Regions from separate parts of the Mus musculus genome. Here all the other regions are linked to region 6. A link is a contact called in public HiChIP or PLAC-seq and promoter capture Hi-C data. All regions are on one chromosome and are shown on one strand. Each heading gives the region's core, a stretch centred on a gene start, on an enhancer-like site or on the middle of the called end of the contact. The rest is flanking DNA. Distances are from core to core; before and after follow the strand shown. Region 1 overlaps Gm3716 (predicted gene 3716). Region 2 holds the start of Rfc1 (replication factor C (activator 1) 1). Region 3 has its middle 9.4 kb from the start of Gm3716. Region 4 overlaps Gm52815 (a long non-coding RNA gene). Region 5 overlaps Smim14 (small integral membrane protein 14). Region 6 holds the start of Fam114a1 (family with sequence similarity 114, member A1). Region 7 holds the start of Rpl9 (ribosomal protein L9).

What was found. Promoter capture Hi-C pulls out the DNA fragments that hold promoters and counts their contacts. HiChIP or PLAC-seq counts read pairs in DNA pulled down with a chosen protein or histone mark.
Region 1: a promoter capture Hi-C map of pre-B cells shows a contact between it and region 6, with 2.0 times the contacts expected there. The contact joins the enhancer-like site here to the promoter of Fam114a1 in region 6. A contact is called at or near these places in 4 of 39 promoter capture datasets (the 3T3-L1 cell line, the C10 cell line, pre-B cells and 1 more), 1 of 115 datasets of contacts at active chromatin or transcription factors (bone marrow-derived macrophages) and 2 of 9 other capture datasets (adipose tissue and liver).
Region 2: a contact with region 6 is called in a promoter capture Hi-C map of second pharyngeal arch cranial neural crest. The contact joins the promoter of Rfc1 here to the promoter of Fam114a1 in region 6. A contact is called at or near these places in 15 of 39 promoter capture datasets (the 3T3-L1 cell line, the C10 cell line, cranial neural crest and 9 more), 1 of 484 Hi-C or Micro-C datasets (liver), 7 of 115 datasets of contacts at active chromatin or transcription factors (bone marrow-derived macrophages, embryonic limb bud, embryonic stem cells and 4 more) and 2 of 9 other capture datasets (adipose tissue and liver).
Region 3: a contact with region 6 is called in an H3K4me3 HiChIP or PLAC-seq map of bone marrow-derived macrophages, with 2.8 times the contacts expected there. The contact joins the enhancer-like site here to the promoter of Fam114a1 in region 6. A contact is called at or near these places in 1 of 39 promoter capture datasets (the 3T3-L1 cell line) and 2 of 115 datasets of contacts at active chromatin or transcription factors (bone marrow-derived macrophages and pancreatic cancer cells).
Region 4: a contact with region 6 is called in a FOXA1 HiChIP or PLAC-seq map of pancreatic cancer cells. The contact joins the enhancer-like site here to the promoter of Fam114a1 in region 6. A contact is called at or near these places in 7 of 39 promoter capture datasets (the 3T3-L1 cell line, the C10 cell line, embryonic stem cells and 3 more), 5 of 484 Hi-C or Micro-C datasets (the AML12 cell line, the Ba/F3 cell line, embryonic fibroblasts and 1 more), 10 of 115 datasets of contacts at active chromatin or transcription factors (the NIH/3T3 cell line, astrocytes, double positive thymocytes and 4 more) and 5 of 9 other capture datasets (adipose tissue, embryonic stem cells, liver and 2 more).
Region 5: a contact with region 6 is called in a promoter capture Hi-C map of liver, with 2.2 times the contacts expected there. The contact joins the enhancer-like site here to the promoter of Fam114a1 in region 6. A contact is called at or near these places in 4 of 39 promoter capture datasets (embryonic stem cells, liver, pre-B cells and 1 more).
Region 7: an H3K4me3 HiChIP or PLAC-seq map of embryonic limb bud shows a contact between it and region 6, with 2.8 times the contacts expected there. The contact joins the promoter of Rpl9 here to the promoter of Fam114a1 in region 6. A contact is called at or near these places in 5 of 39 promoter capture datasets (the 3T3-L1 cell line, 3T3-L1-derived adipocytes, the C10 cell line and 2 more), 6 of 115 datasets of contacts at active chromatin or transcription factors (bone marrow-derived macrophages, embryonic basal ganglia, embryonic forebrain and 3 more) and 2 of 9 other capture datasets (liver and macrophages).

Annotation. Positions count from the first base shown.
Region 1 is chr5:64,598,247-64,601,631 of GRCm38.p6, forward strand. All of the region lies in intron 3 of Gm3716 (predicted gene 3716), which reads right to left. Among named protein-coding and RNA genes, the nearest start is that of Gm3716, 11 kb to the right of the region's middle. Within about 2 kb of position 1,980, at least 135 of the 459 cell types and tissues checked have an H3K27ac peak or open chromatin away from gene starts, as enhancers often do. A contact at or near this core is called in adipose tissue, bone marrow-derived macrophages and pre-B cells, where this site is marked.
Region 2 is chr5:65,334,056-65,337,373 of GRCm38.p6, forward strand. Rfc1 (replication factor C (activator 1) 1) reads right to left here and starts at 1,584. Exons shown (of 25, transcript NM_001347357.1): 1 at 1,469-1,584. The coding sequence starts at 1,471.
Region 3 is chr5:64,618,521-64,621,707 of GRCm38.p6, forward strand. No RefSeq gene overlaps it. Among named protein-coding and RNA genes, the nearest start is that of Gm3716, 9.4 kb to the left of the region's middle. Within about 2 kb of position 1,456, at least 7 of the 459 cell types and tissues checked have an H3K27ac peak or open chromatin away from gene starts, as enhancers often do. A contact at or near this core is called in bone marrow-derived macrophages, where this site is marked.
Region 4 is chr5:64,503,917-64,507,274 of GRCm38.p6, forward strand. It overlaps Gm52815 (a long non-coding RNA gene), which reads left to right. Exons shown (of 3, transcript XR_003955927.1): 3 at 1-1,864. Among named protein-coding and RNA genes, the nearest start is that of Gm52815, 9.9 kb to the left of the region's middle. Within about 2 kb of position 1,460, at least 309 of the 459 cell types and tissues checked have an H3K27ac peak or open chromatin away from gene starts, as enhancers often do. A contact at or near this core is called in the AML12 cell line, the Ba/F3 cell line, the NIH/3T3 cell line and 12 more, where this site is marked.
Region 5 is chr5:65,447,338-65,450,581 of GRCm38.p6, forward strand. Smim14 (small integral membrane protein 14) reads right to left here. Exons shown (of 5, transcript NM_133697.4): 5 at 1-3,100. The coding sequence ends at 3,068. Among named protein-coding and RNA genes, the nearest start is that of Ugdh, 13 kb to the left of the region's middle. Within about 2 kb of position 1,829, at least 5 of the 459 cell types and tissues checked have an H3K27ac peak or open chromatin away from gene starts, as enhancers often do. A contact at or near this core is called in liver, where this site is marked.
Region 6 is chr5:64,968,486-64,971,702 of GRCm38.p6, forward strand. Fam114a1 (family with sequence similarity 114, member A1) reads left to right here and starts at 1,590. Exons shown (of 14, transcript NM_026667.3): 1 at 1,590-1,659. Mir574 (microRNA 574) reads left to right here and starts at 1,833; the gene lies at 1,833-1,910. It also overlaps a transcript of Tlr6 not described here.
Region 7 is chr5:65,389,833-65,392,847 of GRCm38.p6, forward strand. Rpl9 (ribosomal protein L9) reads right to left here and starts at 1,599. Exons shown (of 8, transcript NM_011292.2): 1 at 1,544-1,599; 2 at 1,114-1,160; 3 at 907-1,022; 4 at 556-651. The coding sequence starts at 1,159. Lias (lipoic acid synthetase) reads left to right here and starts at 1,665. Exons shown (of 11, transcript NM_024471.5): 1 at 1,665-1,841; 2 at 2,388-2,557. The coding sequence starts at 1,797.

The DNA of each region.
Region 1 (3,385 bases), core at 730-3,229, 370 kb before region 6:
CCTGTGGCAGGTTTATTCGTAGAGTAGCTTTGTACAGACTCTCTAAAACGGCAGTTCTTAACCTGTGGGTTGTGATTCCTTTGGGGGTCAAATGACCCTTTTAAAGAGGTCACCTAAGACCATCAGAAAACATAGGTATTTACATTACGATTCATAACAGTAGCAAAATTACAGTTATGAAGTAGCAATGAAAATATTTTTATGATTGTGGGGTCACCACAACATGTGTTTTATTAATTTATTTTTATTTCATTTATTAATTAAAGGGTTTTAGCCTTAGGATGGTTGGGAACCACTGCTTTAGAACATAATACATGGTGAGAAATAAATTTTATCTCAGCTCAGTCCATACGTCACTTATACATTTACCTTTAAAGAAGAGTCTCACAAAGCCATACAGCTTTAACTCTGTGCCTTGCTCAGTGAGGTTTTGTTTTCTATTTTTAGTTTTCTATTTCTTTCTACGTTGATGTCAAGGTCCACGAATGGAACCCAGTCCGAACTCTGGAACCTTGCTACCAGGAGTCCAGCCCATGCTGACATCCAATCAGTACTAACTAACTACCCAGAACACCCTTGGCCATTTCCTCTGAGGACTCTCAACCTCCACCTGCCTCTCCACCCTGCAGACTTCTTCAGAGGAAATTGGAGACCAGGACAAATGTGATTCTCTAATCTTTCTGGAATCTTCCTAGTCCCCACTTAAAGAACTTCATTAGAGTCAGAGTGCACTTCATAGGAAATGATTTACATTGGAAAAAAAGATGAATGTCTTTTTTCCTTGCCTAGGATAGTGAACTTCCTGTGATTCAAAATCCTTTTCATGGGTAAAGGTCACTTTCTAACTTATGTGCGGCATCTGAGTATGTTTGGTTGAAAAGGGTGTGACTCTCAAAGCATTAATGGGGTTTGCAGACAGATGAAAAACAAAACAAAACAAAACAAAAAGCCACCAAGCTTACGACACACTTAAAAGGGGAATGACAAGAATCACACAGTTGCAAAGTGACACAAACACTGCCAGCGTGCCCTGAACCATGAAGCCAGCCCACCTGATCCTGCCTGAGAGAGGAAAGACTCCCATGGGACATCTGATCAGGAGCACAGCATGTGGCCTTGTGGATTCTTGTGGGCCTTTTTTTTTTTTTTTTTCTTTTAAATCAAATCTGTTGTGAACAAAGACAAAATAAATATGATGTTTGTTCTGGAGACACTGACTGTCCCTTACGGAAATAAAAGATTGGTGACCATTTGCCCTCCCTAGTGTAGCAGATAGCAGCTAGGGTATAGGGTCTGACCAACATAATATACCTGGTCTCCCAACTCCGTTCCTGTCATATGATTGATTGACTCTGTGTGAGTCCAGAGTCACTCAGCTATGGGTGTTTGCTCATCTGTAAAATACAGAGATTGGCACTATTCTTGAAGGTAACTCTGACATGGAATTAACGTGAGGAGCTTGCAAAGCAGTCATGTCTTGTACATAGGCTAAGATCCATGCGAGCACTTATTAAATGAAGTCTAATTTATGATGAAAACTGCAGTCTTCTGCCCTCCAGTTCAGGGCAGAGGAAATAGAAATCAACCTTTAAAAAGCCTGGGTTTCTCTCTTCTCTAGCTTTCCTTTGGGGGCAACCAGCCCTTGCCTTTCAGGTTGAGTGGCACAGCACTCAGAGAGGGCCCCGCTACTCAGGACTCGGTGGGGAGTTTTTCCAGCTTCTTACTGCAAAATCTTCCTTCCTTTCCTCAAGAGAAAAAGAGCTGTTCTCTACAGAAGAAACACAAAAGGGGCCAGCTGGAAGACATGCTAAAGCGAGAACCCTACATACACTCAGATTCTACGGGTGCGCTGCTTGCTGATGTAACGGCCAAGAATCAGAAACCGGAAGTAGAAACGCTGAATGAAAACAAACCATCTGGGCTGAGCTACCGAGGGAGCAAATGTCTAAGACCCTCATTGGCGGCTGCTCAGGCTTCGTGAGCAAGGCAGGAAGCAGACGATTGTGAAGCCTGTGAAGGTTTCTGCTCCCCAAGCTGGTCGGGGGTGGGGGTGGGGGGATGCTAAGGTAGCAGATCACATCCTTAAAGATCTAAAATTAAGATCTAATAAATTAAAGATGAAAAAATCTAAAATAATAACAAATAAAAGGTTGCTTGCCCATCTGGACATAGATCTGATGTCCAGGTGAGATAACGCACGGATGCCATCTCTGTGGAAAAATAATCAACTGCTTTAAAGGAAGCCAAGGGTGGGATCTCGCTTCCTGGACTGGGGTAGAGAAGGGGAATGTGTGAAATACACAAACCAGAGCTGCTGCTGATACCCCAAGGACAGACACGGCTGGAGGACCACCCAGTGTCAGCTCAGAAGAAGGGGGACGGATAAGCTAAACCCAGCCCCCTGGGAATATCAGCATACCAGACAGAGTTTGAGGAAGAACAGTTAAAAGCCATATGGTCGAAACGTCTTTCTTAAAAACTGGCTGGATAAAACCTGCACAAATGAATGGTTATATGTGTGCAAAAGTCCATGGAAAGGGTTAAAAATAAAAACAAAGGCCTGTAAGTATGGTCTCAGCTAATCAACTAAGAACTAAGTAATGCATCTCATATTCACATTCTGTCTCTGTCTCCCCTCCCCCTCCCCCGGCTTTATACTCCATGTGTAACCTGGACTGTCCTTGAACTCATAGTCTTGCTCCCAAGTGCTGGTAATATGCTTAGCTACATGGGTCTCCTCTAAAATAAAAAGAGAGACGGCTCAGCAGTTGAGAGCTGCTGACTGCTCTCCTGAAGAACCTGGGCTCAGTACCCAGCACCTACACTGACACTAACAACCATCTAACTCCAGTCCTAGGGCATCTTATGCCTTTTGGCATCCATGGGCACTCTGCACATGCACAGACATACATGCAGGCACACATACACACATAAAATAGAGATAAATAAATCTCTGGGAAAAAAATAGAAGTTAAAATGGGAATCTGGGGTTTAATGAAGAGCACATTTATTCTTAAGTTTCCTGGAACTCTGAATCTAGACATATTATATGGGAGTATATGTATCCTTGTGTATATGATCATATCACACACTCATGTTTAACATGTATGGTTTCTATCTATGCGTATTTTAGAACTCTCTCTCCATTCCTATCACTTAGCTACACATCATACACACACACACCCTTAAGCTCTTAACAAGTAAGATCTGTCAGTGAAAATGTCAACGGTACCAACCGACTCTACACATTAATCTAGACAATAAGCCTCACCCTAAACAAGAGATTATCTACAAACGCACGCCTCTCCTCTTGTTCCTCGAGATAACTGGCTCAATCACAAGAACAGGCCTGAGAGTGACCAGGGGCTTCTGAGTTTCGTCTGTG
Region 2 (3,318 bases), core at 334-2,833, 370 kb after region 6:
CCTCAAACTTATAGAGATCCACCTGCCTCTGCCTCCCAGGTGCTGTGATTAAAGTCATGCACCACCAATGAACTGGAGAGGTATGACTGAAGAGATGTCTCAGGAGTTAGAGTACTTGCTGCTCTTTCAGAGGACATGAGTTCAACTCCAATTCCAAAGGGTTCAACACCCTCTTCTGGCCTCTGATGGCATCAGGCATGCATAGTCACAGAAATATACTCAGACACAACATACACGTTACAAGTCAAATAAGAATGTATTGGACTTGGGGGCTGAACAAATGGTTCAGTGGTTAAGAGTGCATATTGTTCTTTGCAGAGACCCTGACTTCCAGAACTAACACCCACAGAAAGCAGCTCAAAACCACCTGTAACACCACCTCTGGAGGATCTGACACACTCTTCTGGCTACCATGGGCCTTCAAACATATGTGTGCATACACAAACTATGTGTGCATATACAAACACAGATACACATAACTAAAATAAGAATAAATATTTTCCAAAACAACACTTCAGATGAATTTCTAGACGGTATTTAAAGCAAACTCACATATTATCCCGAAAATAAAAAGGCCGACTCTGGGTGGCTACCATCACTATCTTTTTTCCCCAAAGAATAAAAAACAGAGAGCTGAAACTTTTTCCAGTTTGGTGTAACACTTTTCTCCCCTGCATGCTGGTGTTCTGACAAGCTTAAGAATAATAAAAGTGTGTGTAAGTGTGATTGTTAAATATCTTGTAGATTAGCTGAACATCTTCAGTGGTCCAGTAAATTAAAAATTATTTCCAACTTGTATCTGTCTCCTATGCCAGGGACTTTCAAACAATTTCACTTTCAAACTATTTGAATGTCCACTACATTGAATTATTGAAGTTGGAACTGAGGTTTAAAAAAAAAAAAAACTACTTATCGTAACAGGTGATAAGAGATGACAGCTGTCAAATACAGAACATCCGTCTGTACTCGCCGTGTTTTTATTCCTGGTAAACCAGGATCCGCTCAACTCCTATAAATTATTCTAAACAAAATAAACAAATAAACTTCCTTGTGTCACAGCTGACACTCGCTTCCAGGAAGCTGATTCAAGCTGAAGGCCCGAGCAAACTTCTCCCTGCGAAAGCCAAGTGTGACATTCTTCCACGCAAAGCTTGAAGTCGGGACTTTAGGAAGCACTCCAACAGAGATGATTTGGGACAAGGCTGTACACGAAAGTAACTTTTAACGCCCCGTCCAAATCAACTTTCTTCTTCCTTCCTCCCTTCCCCCAAGAGTCGGGGGGGTGGGGATGTGAAATTGCCGCGTAGCAGCCACCTCCCTGCAGCTGCGTCCCTGGTGCGCCCCGCACCCTAAGCCGGGCCCCTCGGAGCCCTCTGCATCGTCCTCCCCATCCCGCACCGCGGCGGCGCCCCGTTCACACCCCCGCCTGCAAAGCCTCTGTAGCTGCACGGCCTCCCGGGCGGCTCACCATCGCAGCCCCACGACCGAACAGGAGCAGGTGGGCAGGCCCGTGGCTGGGGTAATTCGTTATCGGGGCTCGGGATCCATTGGCGCCAACAACTTCTCCCGCGAAGTAGCAGAAGCGCGGGCGGCGGCGCGCGGCGATGACGTCGGAGGCGCGCGTTCCCCGCGGCCCCGCCCCGAGGCGGGAGCTGCGCACTGGGTGCAGGACCACAGCCCTAGCAACCGGAGGGTTGCTACCTTGTAGGACGGCGAGTGCGCGTGCGATCGTGGCCGGGAGACGCCCAATTTGGGATCTGAGGCTGACTTCCTCTAAGCCGGGTTCCCAGGTGGCTTCCTTCCTGCAGTACACGCACGTGCTGCAAGGGCAGTGCTCTGTAGCCGCTTCCAGAAGTTCTTACTGCCACCACGGTAGGATGAAGTGTATTCGATGCGCCCCGCAAAGGTCAACTGTTCTCATCAAACTTTACACTGATTTATTTTATTTTTAATGTTTGACCTATTGATTTTGGCTCAAACTAACAGACCCTTAGTGAATGGACATTTTTTTTAACTTTTTAATACATTTATCTATTGAAGATGGAATGACAAGCTGTGGTCAGAGAACAACTTTCAGGGAACCTTCCATCACGTGGGTATATGTTTGCATTTAACGGACTGTTTACAGTAAAGGCATTTTGTTTGTTTGGGGGGGTTGTTTTTCTGAGGCAGAAGATCATGTGACTTGTCCAGGTCCCAAACTCCTTATGTAGCTGAGAATGACCTTGAACTTCTGATTTCTCTACTGCCTCCCAAACGCTGAAATCTCAGATATATGCCAACACTCCTGCTTTACACGATGCAAGGGATCAAACTCAGAGCTACTGTGAATGCATGCAACCAACTGGGCAACCCTCAGCCCCAATGTCTTTGCTCTAAAACTACCAAGCTAAGAGAACTAGCCCCCGGGACTGGAGAGATGGCTCAGCGGTTAAGATCACTGACTGCTCTTCCAAAGGTCCTGAGTTCAAATCCCAGCAACCACATGGTGGCTCAAAACCATCCGTAATGAAATCTGATGCCCTCTTTTGGAGTGTCTGAGGTCAACTACAGTGTACTTACATATAATAAATAAATCTAAGAAAGAAAGACAGGAAGGAAGGAAGGAAGAAAACTAGCCCCTTAATTCCTTCCTAAAGCTTCATTAAGTCTCTTAAAGAATAGTCAAATCTTTGACATAACCAAGACACGCCCACACAGGGGAAAAAAAAAAAAAAAACAAGAAAAGATTTAGGATAAGCAAGCTTTGGAAGCTGCTCTTGCTATGAAACTCTAGTGGGCCTGCCTCCACCACCCCACTGCTGGGATTATAGGGGTGGTAGCCCACACCTGGCCAGCAAGTTTCCTATGAGTAAATGAGCAACCTGGTTGTGGAATAGAAATTAACAATTGCATATAACTTTAAGAGAAAACGTGACTATCAAAGAATTTAGTGTAGAGGGCAGTATCAAACTTTGGCCTTGAACTTTGAAATCTTTTTCTAACCACTTCTTGTTGGGTCTTGTCATTTTATGACACCATATCTACTGGGAAAGACAGTAAAGCCTTCAGGAATACAAGAGTTTGTATTTAAGTAGATGTCTATTGCAACATAATTTTGGTTTTTTGAGTGAGGATTTCTCTATGTATTCCTGGCTGGCCTGGAACACAATATGGATTCGCCTGCCTCTGCTTCCCTGAGTCTGGGATTAAAGGTGAGTACCATACTCTGCATTTTTTGTAACATGTAACCCACATGCATTTTTTGCACTGTTCTGGGTTAAAATTCACCAACAATAATAATCCCCAACTTAGAAACAAGTGAACAGTCACTGGTGA
Region 3 (3,187 bases), core at 206-2,705, 350 kb before region 6:
AGATGAATGTCTTTAAGGTAATAATCATCAGATTTATAGACCATAATTACCATACTCAAGGTTCTGGGGGATGAGGTTAAATAATTGGCACACATAAATGGGAGGTCTGATGAACCCAAAATCTGACAGAGGAAATCAGCAGGCAAAAGGCTCAAGAAAGAATTTAAGGGCTGCAGAACTAGAAACGGGCCAATATTCTGAATGTTGTCCCAAGATCGTGCATTAGAGAAAAACTCTTGTCTGGGGAGGCCAATCTTTTGTACTACTGGACTTCCACAGTCTGCCCATGTTCTGAAAAGCAGTCTGCTTTGCTCCAAGTCCTGATTTAAATGTAAATCTCACTCAAGACAATCCCACAGAAGCATGCTGAATAATGTTTAACCAACTACCTGGGACCACCGGCCTGCTCAAATCAACACATAACATTAACCACCACACAGTGCTGGCCTCACAATAGGTACTCAGAAAATGCTACACTTCCTGCTATTCTCCCGAAAATGAAAAGGGAGCCCCTTTCGTCCCCTGGACTCAGGGTGGTTAGACATGATCGGCACGCTCAGGATTAAGGAGAGGGAAATAGGTATGGTCTAAAGGGAAACAGACAGAACTAACCACACTGTTATTAAACCAAACCATTATTTGAAAGCCCTTCTTTCAGAAAGTGAAAAACGAACACTGGCTGGACAAACAATAGCTGTTTTATACCCTATCTGGGAAGGAGATTATCAATGTCATAATTACCAGATAGGTTTGAGAAAGAATGCAACTGCCTTTTCTATTGCAAAGGGGTCCTTACTTTCTGTGCTGAAGGAGATGCGGTCCAAGATTTACCTCAATGGCTGGCCTGTGGGATGCTTTGAGCAAACCCTCTCACTCATGGTCCTCAACTACTTCCATCACAATGAAAGGCTTTGAGGATTCCAAGACTGGAGCACATGTAAGCTATCTACCTCAGAAGATGCTAGAAGAACACACCAGAAAGAGAAAGATGAGGCTACCGAGGTAAGACGCTGAGCCTCCAACTTCCTACCCAAGGCTCCATTGATTTACAGAGTTTCTAGCAAATGGTATTTCAAATGACTTTTGATTGTTTTGGTTTTCACCTGATATTTGTACTCGTTTGTGGATTATAATATTAGAAACTTGATAGACGTGTGTAAAGTATGCAGACAGTATTTCTGTCTCTGCAAGTTTTATTTCTGTGTGTGGAGAACTTTTCTGGTTATTTTGAAGTCTATAATTAAATGTTGCAGATCATTGACAGGCTACAGTACAGTGGGCACCCGTTCCCCCATCTGCTTGTATTTTTCTACTCTGGTGGCTTGAATGCCAAACATACCCGCATAGTCTTGGGCACTTGAATACTTGGTCCCCACTTGGTGGCATCATTTAGGGGGAAGTTTCGGAGGAAGTGTGTCACTGAGTGTGGCTGGCTAAGCTAGGGTTTCTATTGCTATGATGAAACACCATGACCAAAGTGGCGTGAGGAGGAAAAGGTTTATTCAGTTCACGCTTCCATACCACTGTTCATCAATGAAGGAAGTCAGGACAGGAACTTAAACAGCAGGAACCTGGAGCCAGGAGCTGATGTAGAGGCCATGGAGGGGTGCTGCTTACTGGCTTGCTTCCCATAGCTTGCTAAGCCTGTTTTCTTACCCAGGACCACCAGTCCAGGGATAGTACCACCCACTGGAATGGGCTGGACCCTTCCCTATCAATCACTAATTAAGAAAACTCTCTCTACAAGCTTGCCTACAACCAGATCTTCCAGAGGCATTTTCCTTCTTGAAGTTCCCTCCCCTCGATATCTTTAGCTGGTGTCAACTGGTCATAAAACTTTTGAGCACAGGGGGCTTTGAGGGTTGTAACTTTACGCCACTGCCAGTTCACTCCTGCTTCACGCTTACATTTGAAGGTGCAAGTTTTTAGCTTCCTGTTCCTGCTGCCCTGCCTCCTATCATGCCCACCGAGAGCAATCATGCTTCCCCACCATGATGGCTTAGCCTCTGAAAGCTTAAACCAAAATGAGCTCTTTTTTTTTTTTTTTTTTTTTGGTTTTGGTTTTTCGAGACAGGGTTTCTCTGTATAGCCCTGGCTGTCCTGGAACTCACTTTGTAGACCAGGTTGGCCTCGAACTCAGAAATCTGCCTGCCTCTGCCTCCCAAGTGCTGGGATTAAAGGGATGCGTCACCACGCCCGGCCCAAACTGAACTCTTTAAGTTGCCTTGGACACAGTGATTTTCCCCCAGCAGACAACAGATAATTCATGTAGGCACCCATTACCCAGCCTCCCCTGCACCTCTGCTAAAATGACCCACCTTTTCTCCAGTACTTCTCTCTATATGATCAACTCTTACTTCACTGACCAAACAACACATTTGGCAGATGTAGCTCAGCATCGTGTCTGAGGCTCCTGGATCCCTGTCAAGCGTTTATTTGGTTGTGTGGATGCGTCATAGAACAGAAGCGGCCTGGAGTTATGAAGAAATTCAGTTACACTCTTAGGGAGCACAAATGATCAGAGAACTTGCCTATGTCGAGGCCAGGGGTGTTCCTGTAAGTCCCAAACTGTTCTTTCTGCTTTCACCTGAAACAGGATGCAAGAAGAAGACAAGTGAGAAAGGAAACAGGGCATGTCATTCCAGGCTGAGGTTCCAAGTTTCCCTCAAGGGGAAGGGATGCCTTGGCATGGGCCCGCCGAGGCACCCCCTTCCCCTACACCCCACCAGAACACATTCTAATAGCTCTTTCCCTTTTTATGAACACAACAGTTTTCTTCTAGATGTCTCATGGTGTGTTTCATGTAGGTCTGTGGTGACACTCTGAGCTAACCGACGTGTCCAAGGTGAGCTCTGGGGCAAAGAAGATTTTGTAGCTTTTGCTTACAGACATGGAGGTTGTCCAGCTCCACTCCTTACTTAGAAAGACTATCATCTCCAGGCCTTGCTCACTCTAACCTCTTAGGTACTGTTTTCTACAGCTTTGGTGTTTCCCCTTCCCCCCACCCCCACCCATGTATGTACTCATCAGGGCCACCTGTCCACAGCCAGAGTTTTCTGGGACATTTTCTGGGTAGCTGTCTTCTCTCTTTGGCCCATGAACCAAGTGACAGTCATCTCTTGGTTTCCTAGATTTTGCAGTGACTGGCACGCCTTAGTTGTGACTTTTCTGTTGCTGTAAGAAATTA
Region 4 (3,358 bases), core at 210-2,709, 460 kb before region 6:
GGCAAGAATCCCAGGACTCACTCGACGAACCAGCCTCGTCTGGCTGGATTCTTGAAGAACATATGGAGTCACCCTATTCCCCTATAGCAGCTTCAACTCTCAGGTTCTCTTTCTTGTAGCCCATCTCCTGGGTCCTCGGTGGTCCCTGGGGGTCCCCGGCAAGAGGCAGGTTGTTTAGGCCAGCCAGATACCACTTAAAGAGACCCAATTCAAAACATAACCGTGTGCGACTCAACTTACGGTCAGGCTCTGAATCTACAAGAATTTCATAAACAAGTAACATTTAAAAAAATGGTTATCGATGAAGGAAAAAAAGAACCTGAAGAAATCAGATGATGTGAGGGAGGTTTAGGCAAGACCTTTCAGGTACAGTGTGTTCTAAAATTTGACTTTTGAATTGTAGAAATAAATGACCTATTAAAATAAAATTTTAATTTAAAATGTGCTCTCTACTTAAGAGGGTACCCGAGTGTGTGTGTGTGTGTGTGTGTGTGTGTGTGTGTGTGTTTTTGCATTGGAAACACACCCAGTGTAATTTGTAAAATAAATACATAATAAATAGGTTAAATGTTTATTTTGACTTATGTTTTCAAATGCCAGTTGTTTAATTTACCATGAAGGATTGCTGGCAGACCCATCATCACTGGTACCGAATACGGCATTCAGACCTTGACCTAGGCTGGCCTTCCCAGGAAACCAGCTCTGTGGCCTTGCCCTCTTCACTCTTCCCATCAATACCACAGGCTGACTTCTCCTGTTGACAGGCGCATGGTCAACACACACACACACACACACACACACACACACACACACACACACACACACAGAGGTTTCCATTGCACATGCACAGTGGGAGGTCATTGGCTAAGCGGTTTCAAAACACACAGCCTAAGTCGTGGCAAGATCCAACCTTAAGAATGCGTTTATTTGATTCCATGTCACTGTACCATATACTTGGGCTACTCTAAAGAGAGACATAGGTCCCCTTTCCCCAAGCACTTTACTTGGAGAAGTTCAGGGCCAGAAAGGCTGCTGTCTTCTTCCTCAGTCCTAGGGCAGAAACTTCCATGAAAGCTGGTGAGGTGATGTTCACCCGCATCTTTTTTAGACCCTCCCCTCCTTACCTTAAACCGCTCCCCCACCCCCCACCCCCCAAGAAGGAAAAGACAAAAGAATGCTATAACATTTTCAAGAACTAAGCAAGCACAACAGCCAGCACTGTCCTGATTGGTCCCGTCGCCCCTGTTTTCTTGTGCTATAGAGAATATCTAAGGGTTCGTCTCCTCTAAACAGACGCTTGTAAGGAAAGTTTAACACAATTTATAGAGCTGTAAAGTTCTTGGTATGGCCCTCATTGGAGTGCTTTCTCACATTCCCAGAAGTAGCCAATCTACCACGTGGCAGAGCTGCTAGAGGAAGGGAGGGAGCCAGCGGGGCCCTGAGCTGCCCGCAGGAGCAGCAGCAGCAGCAGGGCAGGGCGGCTCCCAGGAGGGCGCAGGCGTGGCGGCCCCTCCCTGCCGCGAGCCCATGCCCGCCCACTGCCACCGGCGAAAAGGAGGAGAGACCTACATTTAAAAAGGCAGGAACCTACTAGCTCCAGAGCTCCTACAATGCCGAATGAGAATTCCTATTTATGAGGTCAAACGGAGGTCAAGAATTATCCAGTCATCTCTAAAACCCCCTACTTAGGGGGTCAAGCCAGGCTGGCAACCCATGTTAGCTAAATAGAACTTGATCTCCCGAAAGCCTAAAACTGCTTTATTTTTTCTTTCTTCCTTTCTTTCTTTCACTTTTTTACTGTTTTGCCAGAGATACGGGTTGGCTTTTTTTTTTTTTTCTGTTACTTCCGGTTTGTGGCTGAACTTTCTTTGCCTTCCTTCCTTTTGGGGTGTGGGAGGGTTAAGCTGCTTCAAAATAATGTCCACTTAAATATGTTTTTAAAAATGGGAGAGAAAGAGGAGCTGGGATAGAAAGAAGAGGAAAGGAGAGGGAAAGGAGGGGGAGGCAGGAGAGGGAAAGAGGATGTTAGAAGAGACAGCACACAGTAATTTTGTTTATGTTATAACATTTAGCACACTCCTATTCATGGATGTGTTCCACAATTATGCTGTGAGATGCACAATGTCACTGTGTTCAAAGTACAGGTAAAGAAGCCGAGGCTCATCAAATCCTGGAACTGTGACCGACTCTAACCCTGAAGTCCTTGCGTTCATTTAACCCTTTAAGGAAGGGTACGGAGGTGTACATTCATCCTTTATTACAAAGCCTATGTCTGATATGGAAAAAGAAAAGCTTTATTCGGAACCTTTGGAAGAATCTTAAGACTATGATTTCGTCTTTGGTCACTCCTTTGGAATTTTTTGACGCGGGCATTAACATGGGCTAAGGTGGTCCTCGCAGCCCCACCCACGGGCGCACTTCCAGCTTCCGGCAGCAGGGGGAGCATGTGTGCAAGAGGAGGAAAGGTGCACCCGGCAGGAAGTGTCAGTGCATGGTCTGTCCTTAGCAGGTCCAGGCTAAGAATACATTCATTTTTCTCCTTCAACATTTAGAACCAGTGGCTGCAGGCTTCTCTACAGAGATTCATGCTTCCTCGTTTGTAAAGCCGGGAAAACAGTTCTGGGACTTGTAGAAAGAGGTCTCTGCTGCATCCAAGGGAGGAAAAAAAAATCTCATGAAGGAGCCAGGCTTGGCTGCTGGCTTCTGTTGAGAAAGGAGAACTCAGCAAGCAGGACAAAGGGCCACCCTGAGTGCAAGCAGCACAGGACTTCTCCCGTTGACTTCCTGAGACCACCTCAAGGCTTGGAAGCTGCGCTAGTTCTGGCTTCTCCAATGGTACAGGCTTGGGTCTCAGGCACCTGTAGGTGCTACTCACATGGCAGAGCCCGTGAATTATGGCAGAGCCCGTGAATTTCTTGGAGATTCATCAAAGAATTCACCAAGATCCATCAAGATTCTGGTCATTCACCACGTTGTATTACATAGTGAAACCCTATGCAAAAAAACCAAACCAAACAAACAAACAAATGCAAAGAAGTAATGGGGGTAGCCAGATAGAAGTGGACAAACGGCCAGGCAGTGGTAACATGCTCCTTTAATCTCAGCACTCTAAAGGCAGAGGAAGGTTGGATCTCTGTGAGTTCAAGGCCAGTCTGGTCTCCAGTGCAAGTTCCAGGATAGCCAATGCTACATAGAAAAAAAAAAACCTGTCTCAACAAAGAGTAAGAAAGGAGAAAAAGAAAGAGGAGGAGGAGGAAGAGGAGGAGGAAGAAGACAGAAATAAAGAAAAGAGAAGAGAGAAAGAAATGGATAAATGGTGGCCCCGTTAAAGTAGAGAGCAATGATATCTAGCTCTCCA
Region 5 (3,244 bases), core at 579-3,078, 480 kb after region 6:
AGTGGCGACTCTGGAGAACCCTGCACATTGTCTCATAGAGTACTCAGTGGCGACTCTGGAGAACCCTGCACATTGTCTCATAGAGTACTCAGTGGCGACTCTGGAGAACCCTGCACATTGTCTCATAGAGTACTCAGTGGCGACTCTGGAGAACCCCTGTACATTGTTAGAACATGAGTTCTTAGGCATGGGATAGTGTTTAGGTACATGATAAAATCTTTTGCTATAAATACTCCCAATGTGGAAAACAGAAAAGCAAAACTACTAGATTTTGTATGAAACAGTATGAAGAAGCTCTCAAGTGACTGCTCTTGGTGGCGTGGACGGCCTAACGTCAAGACTGTAAGCTTTCTCTTTTTAGTTTACGAGAATTCTAGCTACAGAGCAAGTGAATGTTTGCAAGCCAAATAATGGTGAACAAATATGCTAGCTTAAAGGGCCACATGTAGACACTTAAGGAAGAGAATAGCAAATTATTAATTGGGTTAGTAATAATATTTTATGCAAGATATTATCACCTTAGGAATATAGAAAAAATTACCAAAGAAAACAAAAATAGCAAAGACTAAAGGTAAAAACCCAAGGCCAAGTACTTCTCAAAGAAATCCAACTGTTACCAAGCACTGAAACGCCTGGGTCAGGCCAGGTGGTGGTGGCACATGGCTTTAATCTCAGCCAGGGAGGCAAAAGCAGGTGGATCTCTGGGCTTGAGGCCAGAGCTAGGCAGAGAAACCCTGTCTCAAACACACACACACACAAGTCTTGATGGAACCTTCTGTACAACTGTGCTCATATGTACTTCTGATGAACACATAACTAAGCCATTTCTATGTCAGAAAGTAAAATCTTTATCAGGTTAAAAAAAAAGGGTGCTGAGTTACTAACGTAATAGGGGGGTTACATAGGGAAAAACTATGATATTTAGACGTAAGTGCACGTGGTAGAAATGAATACCCAGAATAAAAATATACTTTTCCAGGTCTCTAATACTAGATGTTCTGTATCCACATTGTCTCCATTAAAAAATAATTGATTTACTCTTCTTTTATGCTCATTGGTCTTTTGCCTGCGTGTATGCCTCTGTGAGGGTGTTGGATACCCTGGAGTTACAGACAGCTGTGAGCTGCCGTGTGGTGGCTGGGAAATGAGCCTGGGTCCTCTGGAAGAGCAGCCAGTGCTCGTAACTGCCAAGCCTTCTTTCTACCCTTCGCCATTTTTATTTTAATCCAAGGTGAAGTCTCAGCTATTTGTGAGGCAGACTGTGTGAGGCCATCAGCAGGTTAGAAAGCACTGTTGGGACATATGTGCAGCCTTCAAAGGCTGAGGGCAGGAGAAGAAACACTACAGCTTTAGATCCACTCGAGGCCATTCCAGTTTTGCTCAGGTTAAGTCCCTCACCCCATTTTTTTTCCTTTGTGAGACAAAGTCTTCCCATGCCTCGCCAAACCTGACCTGAAATTCACTATGTAGCCTCGTCTGGTCTTGAGACTGCTACCATATCTGGCTTTTTGTGTTAAACTGGCTACAGGCTACTAAGCGGGTAAGACTTCTGGGTGGCCACAGCAAAAGAGGAATCCTGTACCGTGTGTTGTTAATTTGTTCAGAATTTAACTTACCTGGTTAAGTCACTCCTTAGAAACACAAGTAGCTAAGAGGTGGTTATATTATTGTTTAAATGTTGAGTACAAAGCCAAGGGAACCAGGAAGAGCACAAGTAGCCAGGATTACCATACGGGACAAAGAGATGCCCTTAACAATGCTTACAGCCAGACCTTGATAACCACTGCTTGGGAGAAAGGGCAGGTTACCCAATTGGGTCACAGGGCAGGTCGTGGTGCAGTATGGTAGAAGTTCATTTAGCTCACACAAATAGTCTCTCAGCTCTGTACAGTGACAGCCTAGACTGCCCAAGAAGGGATCAGCCTTTACCTTGATAACAAAATATGTTCTGGTCCGGACAAATCCCCTGCAGTGATTCCTAGGAGGAGAGAGTCCAGGCGTCCAGGCCGCCCAGGCCTGTTTGATGCAGTCTGTATTCACTGCTTTTGAACTTCTGACTGGTTAAACACATTTCAAAATCTCAGTTACCAACGCTCCTTCCAACTCCAATGCATCTGCATCCTACTGCTAAACAGAACTGAGCTGAGAGGTGACAAAAATATTCTCGTTTGTCATTCTCCTCCTTTCCCTTGGAAGAAACCAAGACCTCAGATTAAAGGCTCTTCTCCTCATAAGTCAGAAGGCAACAAAAGATTCATTTTTTTTAATTAAAAAAAAAAAGGTATGAATTTAAGTCACGGGTGTTAAAATGCCAGCCCCACACACAGGCGATTTTAACAGGGAAGGGTTAGACTGGAAGAGAAGCTTGCTGAAGAGGCACTCAACTTGAAGAACAAATATCGTGAGGCGAGGAAGGCTAGCATACAGTGGCTTTCAATGACACGAAATGGATTCTAAACCAACCACTATATTAATCAATCATGTTTATTTAAAGTATTCTTAACATCAGAAAATTTTAATGGGAATTAAAAAAAAATCAGTAAACAACCAGTTCGCTTTCCGTATTCTAGCCATAAAGCCAGCTGGAGGTTGTGAGGAAAATGCTCACTGTCCCAAGGACTACAGAAAAGGGCCAGTAAAGTAACTACAGTGTGGCTCTGTCACTCACACCAGACAACCCCAAATAAATACCTTATGGAAAGAATTAAAATCTATCAAAACCCACTTAAAATACTTAAATGCAGAAATCTCAATTTTCCTTCAGCTGGGCCAGAAACCACCACAGACGTTCTAGTCAGGGTTGCAGGGAGAACGAGTGGAATGTTTAAGCTTAGGCCAACCAACAAAGCCCTCAACTTTTCAATAGAATCATTTACTCAGGGATACTGTAAATAAGGACGGTGGCAACTCAGGAAGCAAAAGGCAGTTGGCAAGTGAAATTTCTAGAAGCTCATGAAAACAATACCATCCAAACTGCAGATGGAAAAGGAGACAGTTAGTGCCTGGTCGTCTTCAGTCGCTCGGTCGTGCAGGGTGTTAAACCATTGCTGCTTCCCACACCAGGACGTTAGTCCACGGGAGGGGCTGGCGGGTCCTGTCCCTGGCATTAAAAGAGAATGAGTTAAGAGACATTAACACATCCCATGAGTATCGAAGGGGCATAGTACCTGTCCCCACCCATGCAGCACTAAATCTGTCCTGTCTTGGTGGGTTTACATGGAGAGCATAAGGTAAATACGGTGGC
Region 6 (3,217 bases), core at 340-2,839:
TCAGTAGAAAGGGATTTTAAAACTGTCTCATTATATGATTTAAAATAAAATAAAATTTGCTGTCACACGCGCCAAGGTGCTCTTCAGAAGCTTTAGAAGCGACATACAATAGTAAGCAACCAGCCTGTCAGCAACCAGTGAGAACCAGGGTCTAAGGGCTCAGAACACTCAGTACTGATAACAGGGTGGACCAGGCACGACTTACAGCCCCGTTGAGTGGTCTCACTATCAGAGGGAAACAAATAAACGAAGTAATGGAAGCAAATGCAAATACCTGAACTAGCTTAGAGATCCAAAACTATCAGTCTTGAATGGCCCCACTCAGAGCCCCTCCCACTCTGAACATTTTTTCTCATCTTCCTAAAAAGAAAAAAGAAAAGAGCAACAAACTAGCAGAAGTCAACTGTCTTAGGGTTTCACTGCTGTGAGCAGACACCATGACCGTGTCAACTCTTATAAGGACAACATTTAATTGGAACTGGCTTATAGGTTCAGAGGTTCAGTCCATCATCATCAAGGCGAGAGCATGGCAGCATCCAGGCAGGCATGGTGCAGGAGGAGCTGAGAGTTCTAAGTCTTCATCTGAAAGCTGCTAGCAGAGCAGTGCCTTTCAGGCAGTCCATAGGATGAGGGTCTTAAGTCCATGCCCACAGTGACACACCTACTCCAAGGCCACTCCCACTACAACAAGGCCACACCTCCTAATAGTGCCACTCCCTGGCTCAAGCATATAAGTTACACCAACAACTGACTACTTAAAATTAAGAACTCCAGGGTGGTGAAAAGTCCCCCCAAGCACACAAAGTTCTATTCTAACAGGTGTTTATTGTTTGCAACTGCACAGAAATGCACAAGCAACTCCTCAAAGGAAAGAAACACACACAAACGGAAGCTGCCTAAAAAGAGAGAGCAGCTTACAAAGAGAAAACCAGAAAGGGGGCGCGCATGAGAAATGGTGACCAGTCAAACCTTGGAGACGCATACCTTTAATCCTAGGCAGAGGCTGGCAGAGGTCTGAGTACAAGGCCAGCCTGGTCTACAGAGTGAGATCTAGGACAGCCAGGGCGACACGGAGAAACTACGTGGTGCAAACCCCATCCCATTCCGCCCCACCCTACCCTACCCCCTGCTGCCATCAGGGAGGGGAGGGGAGGGGAGGGGAGATTTTGTTTGCTTTGGACAAATACATTTTCCACGCCAAACGCAGATGTGCAATGCCCAGGCCAAAGAGAATGAATTTGGGCTTTGATCCACATTTCCAAGCTGGCCTTCTAGAAAGCATGGCTCCTTTGAGTCTTTTTACTTTTGTTTCTAATCACATCCCACTCCCATCGCTGACGTGGTCAGAGAATTCCACCTAATTTAGAACCGGGAAATCCCACGGTGAGGCTAGGGGACTCCTTACAACCTGCAGGGCTTCCCCAGTGCTTCGTAATGGAAGGCAGGGGACCCCGCGCTCTGCCCCGACCACCGATCTGGGACGGCGGAGTTCGGAGTTCGCAGCAGGTCAGGGTGCAGTGGGGCCGGGCAGAGGCAGAGGAGGGCGGCCCGGGGCGGGGCAGCTTGGCCGGTCCCTCCCCTGCGGCCGCGTCCCCGCCGGTCCTGCCGACGTGGCGGGGCGGGACCCGGGACTCCCGCGCGCACTCGGCCGGCCAAGCGGTAAGAGCCCGGGGCGCCCTCTCCCCATCCCCTTCCCGGGCGGGAGGGGACCAGCGCGCCGCGACCCTTGTCCGCTGTAGGGTGTGAGAAATCACCGGCGGGGAACCGTCCCGAGAAAGCAACTTGCTTGGGCACGAAGGTCGGGGGAGACGCGGCCGAGGGCCCTGCGTGGGTGCGGGCGTGTGAGTGTGTGTGTGTGAGTGTGTGTCGCTCCAAGTCCACGCTCATGCACACACCCACACGCCCGCACGCCCGGTCTGCACCCTCGTCCGGCCTGGAGCTCCGTGGAGTCCGCTGCCAGAGGCTAGGCACAAGCCAGTCTGGAAAGTTTCCCCAAGTGTCCCAAGTCTGGGGTGGGCTGTAGGGTCCTCCCAGCGCGACGCTCTGAGGGATCCAGTTCTTGCTAGTCAAAGACCTCCATTCCTAGGGTGAGCTTGTCCTCCCCCTGGGAAAACCGAGCACAGGCCTTGACCTCCATCCTGATCCATCATCTTTCCCTGGCATGCCCCACACCCAGCATGCCTGCGCTCCTGCCCCCCTGAAACACCTTAAGCTAGCACCGTTTGCATTCCCAGGACCCTCTTGGGCCCCCTCTTCCCCACCCCAAAGGCAGCCCCTTTACCCAGCCAGCTTGTCTTCTCCGAGGAATCTGGTGAGTATTTCCCAGCTGTCAGTCAGTCCCCACTTGGATTTCACTGGCTTTTCTTAAAGAAGGAGGACTTTCGGCAGACTATGGGAGCACTCTCTGGGCCATACCATCAGTGTCCACCCCTGAACCTCTTGATAGAAGCTGATGGCTTTTTAAATCAGCAGTCCTTGAACTCCTCCCTGGGACACCAGAACAAGAGAAACAAGGTCATTCCGAGAAGCCTCTCTTAGCTCACCTGGCTTCCTAGAGTTCTTTCCTCCCCAGCCCATATCCTAGACTCTCTCCTCCATTTCCTCTATCAATCCTGAAATGTTCTGATTAAACTTCTTACATTGAAAGCTGCCAGCGATGGAATGAAACTCCAAGGGTGGGATTTGAAGCACAAGTTAGCCAGTGTAGAAGGAATTTGGGGACGGGGGGTGGGGGGTGGGGGGCGGGGTGTTAGGGGGTGGGGGGCTTCCTGAATCTTGGGGATTCAGAAGTGTAAGTAGTTATTTCTTTCATCAGAGCAGGCTTATGTGAGACATCGTTTTTCGTTCAAATCAATATCAAACACAGTATATATCAGTTGAGTAAATATTTGTGGGTCAGAACGAAGCAAGGGCTCGTGGTTCACAGGCTTGAAGGGTGACATAGACGAGTCTTCCAAAGGCATTAGAGAAGTCTGTGGAAGTCTCAGAAGAAGAGAAACAGGAGCAGTTAAATTTTTAGGAGGATATGGAGTAGACAAAGATCAACTTCAAAGTTAAGGATGACACTAAGATGCTGGGTAGTCATGGAAACCGAAATTGGCCTGACCAGAAGACAAAGCATCAGTACAGGCAGCCAGCCTGGAGGTTTAGGAGCAGTGTGAAGAGAGAGGACCAGTGCTGAGGGGAACAAAAGTTTAAGTGCTGAGTTGCAAGAGAT
Region 7 (3,015 bases), core at 349-2,848, 420 kb after region 6:
TCTTTTACTATCTCATCCTTTGAGGGCATAAGATCCTCATTTTTGGCATTAGGCATCTGTGGAGTTACTACAGACACCACCAGATAATAAGTGACTCCAGACTAAACAAAAGGCCCAGTCCTCCCCAGGAGCAACAGGGTAACACGATCCAATAGGTATACAAAGTACAGCTTGTGTTTATAAAACAACACCTCTTCAGCATTAACTGTTTTGGGAGAAAGGATCTAGAACAGTAACTTCAGAGATGCACAAGTCAGATCTTTTTGTTTGTTTTTTTGAGACAGAGTATAACTCTGGCTGTCTTTTCTATCCATTGAGTCCCAAACATACCAGCCAGCAATCTCCACTATATGTATCTACCAACAAACAAAACCCCTGAAACAGAAGTAAAGGAGCCTGCCCAGCAAATTCCTGGGTCTGATCTGTGCTAACCCACCCCCAATATCTGAAAGTGCCTCCTTTGTAGAAGTACAGTCCATCCTGGCCCTAGACATTTATACACACCCAAGGAACCTCTTCCAAAGGGTTAAAGGGCAGAGTGGAGGGCTGACTTACCAGCGTGACACCCTTGATCATGTTCTGAACATGACTGCAGATGGTCCTGACGGTGGCCAGTTCCTTTCTGTTACCCCACCATTTGTCAACCCGGAGCTGAAACACAACAACTTTAGAATTAAAACACAGCACTTTTAGCTGGCGAGTACTAGCACGCAAAGCCATGTACAAATGCACCGTATGTCACACGCACAGGACACCAGAGGGACGACACACACACACCCAAGTTCACTCATAAAAGAACTGAGTCCGAGTAACCCACTCGGCCACGCATGGGGTGGGGGATTAACATCGGTTACCGGGTTTTGTTACAAGCAAGCACCCGAAGCATCGGAAGACACAAGTTCTTACCCTTTTCTTCTTCTTCCCAAGAAGACTCAGCTCCACGTTGATGTGATTGAAGTCCCTCCGCAGAGTCCCCCTGGGGCCCTTCACAATGACTGTGCGCCCCTTCAGAGTGATTTCGACTAAACGAGAAAGTGAACTGGTGAGACCATAGGCCGGGGTTTAGAGCATGCAGGAAAGCCGTCAGCGGCCGGCGGGGAGCCATCTACTCACCATTCTCTGGAATGTCCACAGTCTGATTGCTGAGAATGGTCTTCATCCTGAAACACAGACACCCGGGTGAGACGGCTGGGGCGGGGGACGCTCTACACCCGAGACCCGGCAGCGTTCCGCTCCCAACGGGAATCGCCAGCTACGAAAGCCGGCAACAAGGACCCAGGTGTGTCCGGGACAAGGACTGGACCGGGGGCCCCGGAGAAGAGTAAGGAAGCCCGGCTCGGTGCGCCATGGCGGAAGGGCTACGACCGAGATGGGCCTGAAAGCCCGAACGCCACTTCCAGCTCGCGCCACCAAGTCCCAAGGACGCACGTCGTGCTGGGGGACAGTCGGGACAAAGCCTTGGGGCATCGGCTCCATGCCGCCGGGGTCCCCAAACAGAGGATGGGTTCAGATTCCCGGGGCACCCGGTCCCTAAGCTCCTCACCTCGCAGTAGATGGGGCAAAGAGAGAACGTCTTTCGTCATCACGTTCTTGTAATCCGTCAGGGCCCTGCGTGTCGCGTCACGACCCGAGCGACGGCTTTAAGGCGGAACTACTCGATTGCCGAGCTAGTCGAGTCGCGCCGGTCGGCGACGACGTATCGCGTCATGACTCAAGCGACGAGTTGTTGGACGCGTCCGGTGCCGGGGGTGCTGTTCCCTCGATCCCTTGACACTCCTGAGACCTAAAAGAGGGGGATGGCTCTACGCTGCTGGGATACAGCTCGCAGCCTGGGGTCCCGGGTGAGCGGCGGGAACGCCATTGCTTATCCTAAGTTCAAAACTAGGGAAATTGTTCCAGATATCCTTTTTTTAAAAGCCCCGACAGCTGTGGCATATCTTAATTATTGCAAACTTGTTGACAACATATTTTAGTACCTGTTTTAGGAATAGAAGACATGAAAACGTGGCATGTTAAGTCACCCACTAAGGTTTTCTAACCTATATTTAGCGGTTAACTTTGATCTGCGTCCCACTTTTTTCCCCCATTTGTCATGGCTGAGCGTGCATCAGGGTCTCTGTAATCTAGGCTGGCCTGAAACTAAATTCTTAGACCAAAGACGACTCCTCACTCTGCCTCCTCTGAGAGCTGCATTACGTGTTTGAGCCGCCGTGACTTACGGTTCTTTCACCTTGAGTCTTTTTCAGGTTCTGATCTACGTAGTTTGAGCTCTTAAATCGTTTTACATAATTTCTGAATCAATTTCTTTAGCTTTGGTATTATAATGGGTTAAAACTAAATTATTTCAGAGTCTACTGAGTGAATGTTGTACTGAACCCTTTTTGTAGATATTTGGAAGATATGCGTTCACGGTTAGAGCATTAAGTTCTTTGCCAGATAAGAAAAAGGAATTTTTGCATAATGGACCAGACCTTCAAGATTTTGTATCTGGTGATCTTGCAGACAAGAGTACATGGGATGAATATAAAGGAAACTTAAAGCGCCAGAAAGGAGAAAGGTAATTGAACATTAGATTCCACTTTGACTTTGTGCATTGTTTGGTTTTGTTTGTTTGTTTGTTTGTTTTGGTTTTGATTTTTTGAGACAGGGTTTCTCTGTGTAGCCCTGGCTGTCCTGGAACTCACTCTGTAGACCAGGCTGGCCTCGAACTCAGAAATCCACCTGCCTCTGCCTCCCAAGTGCTGGGATTAAAGATGCACTGCCTGGCATTGTGCTTTTTTTTTTTTTTTTTTTTTTTTTTTTTTCTTTTTTAATCAAGCCTTGTAGGTTTTTCTGTACCCTTTGGCCATTTCTTCATCCTTTCCAAAATGACCATTTTATGCTGCCATATCCCATTTTATATCTAGCATCTAATTGAGAAAGTATAGGTTTTTCTCTTGATAGTTATTTTATTTATTTGGGTTTTTGGAGATGGTTTCCCTATGTAGCCCTAACTGCCCTAGACTTCTCTCTGTA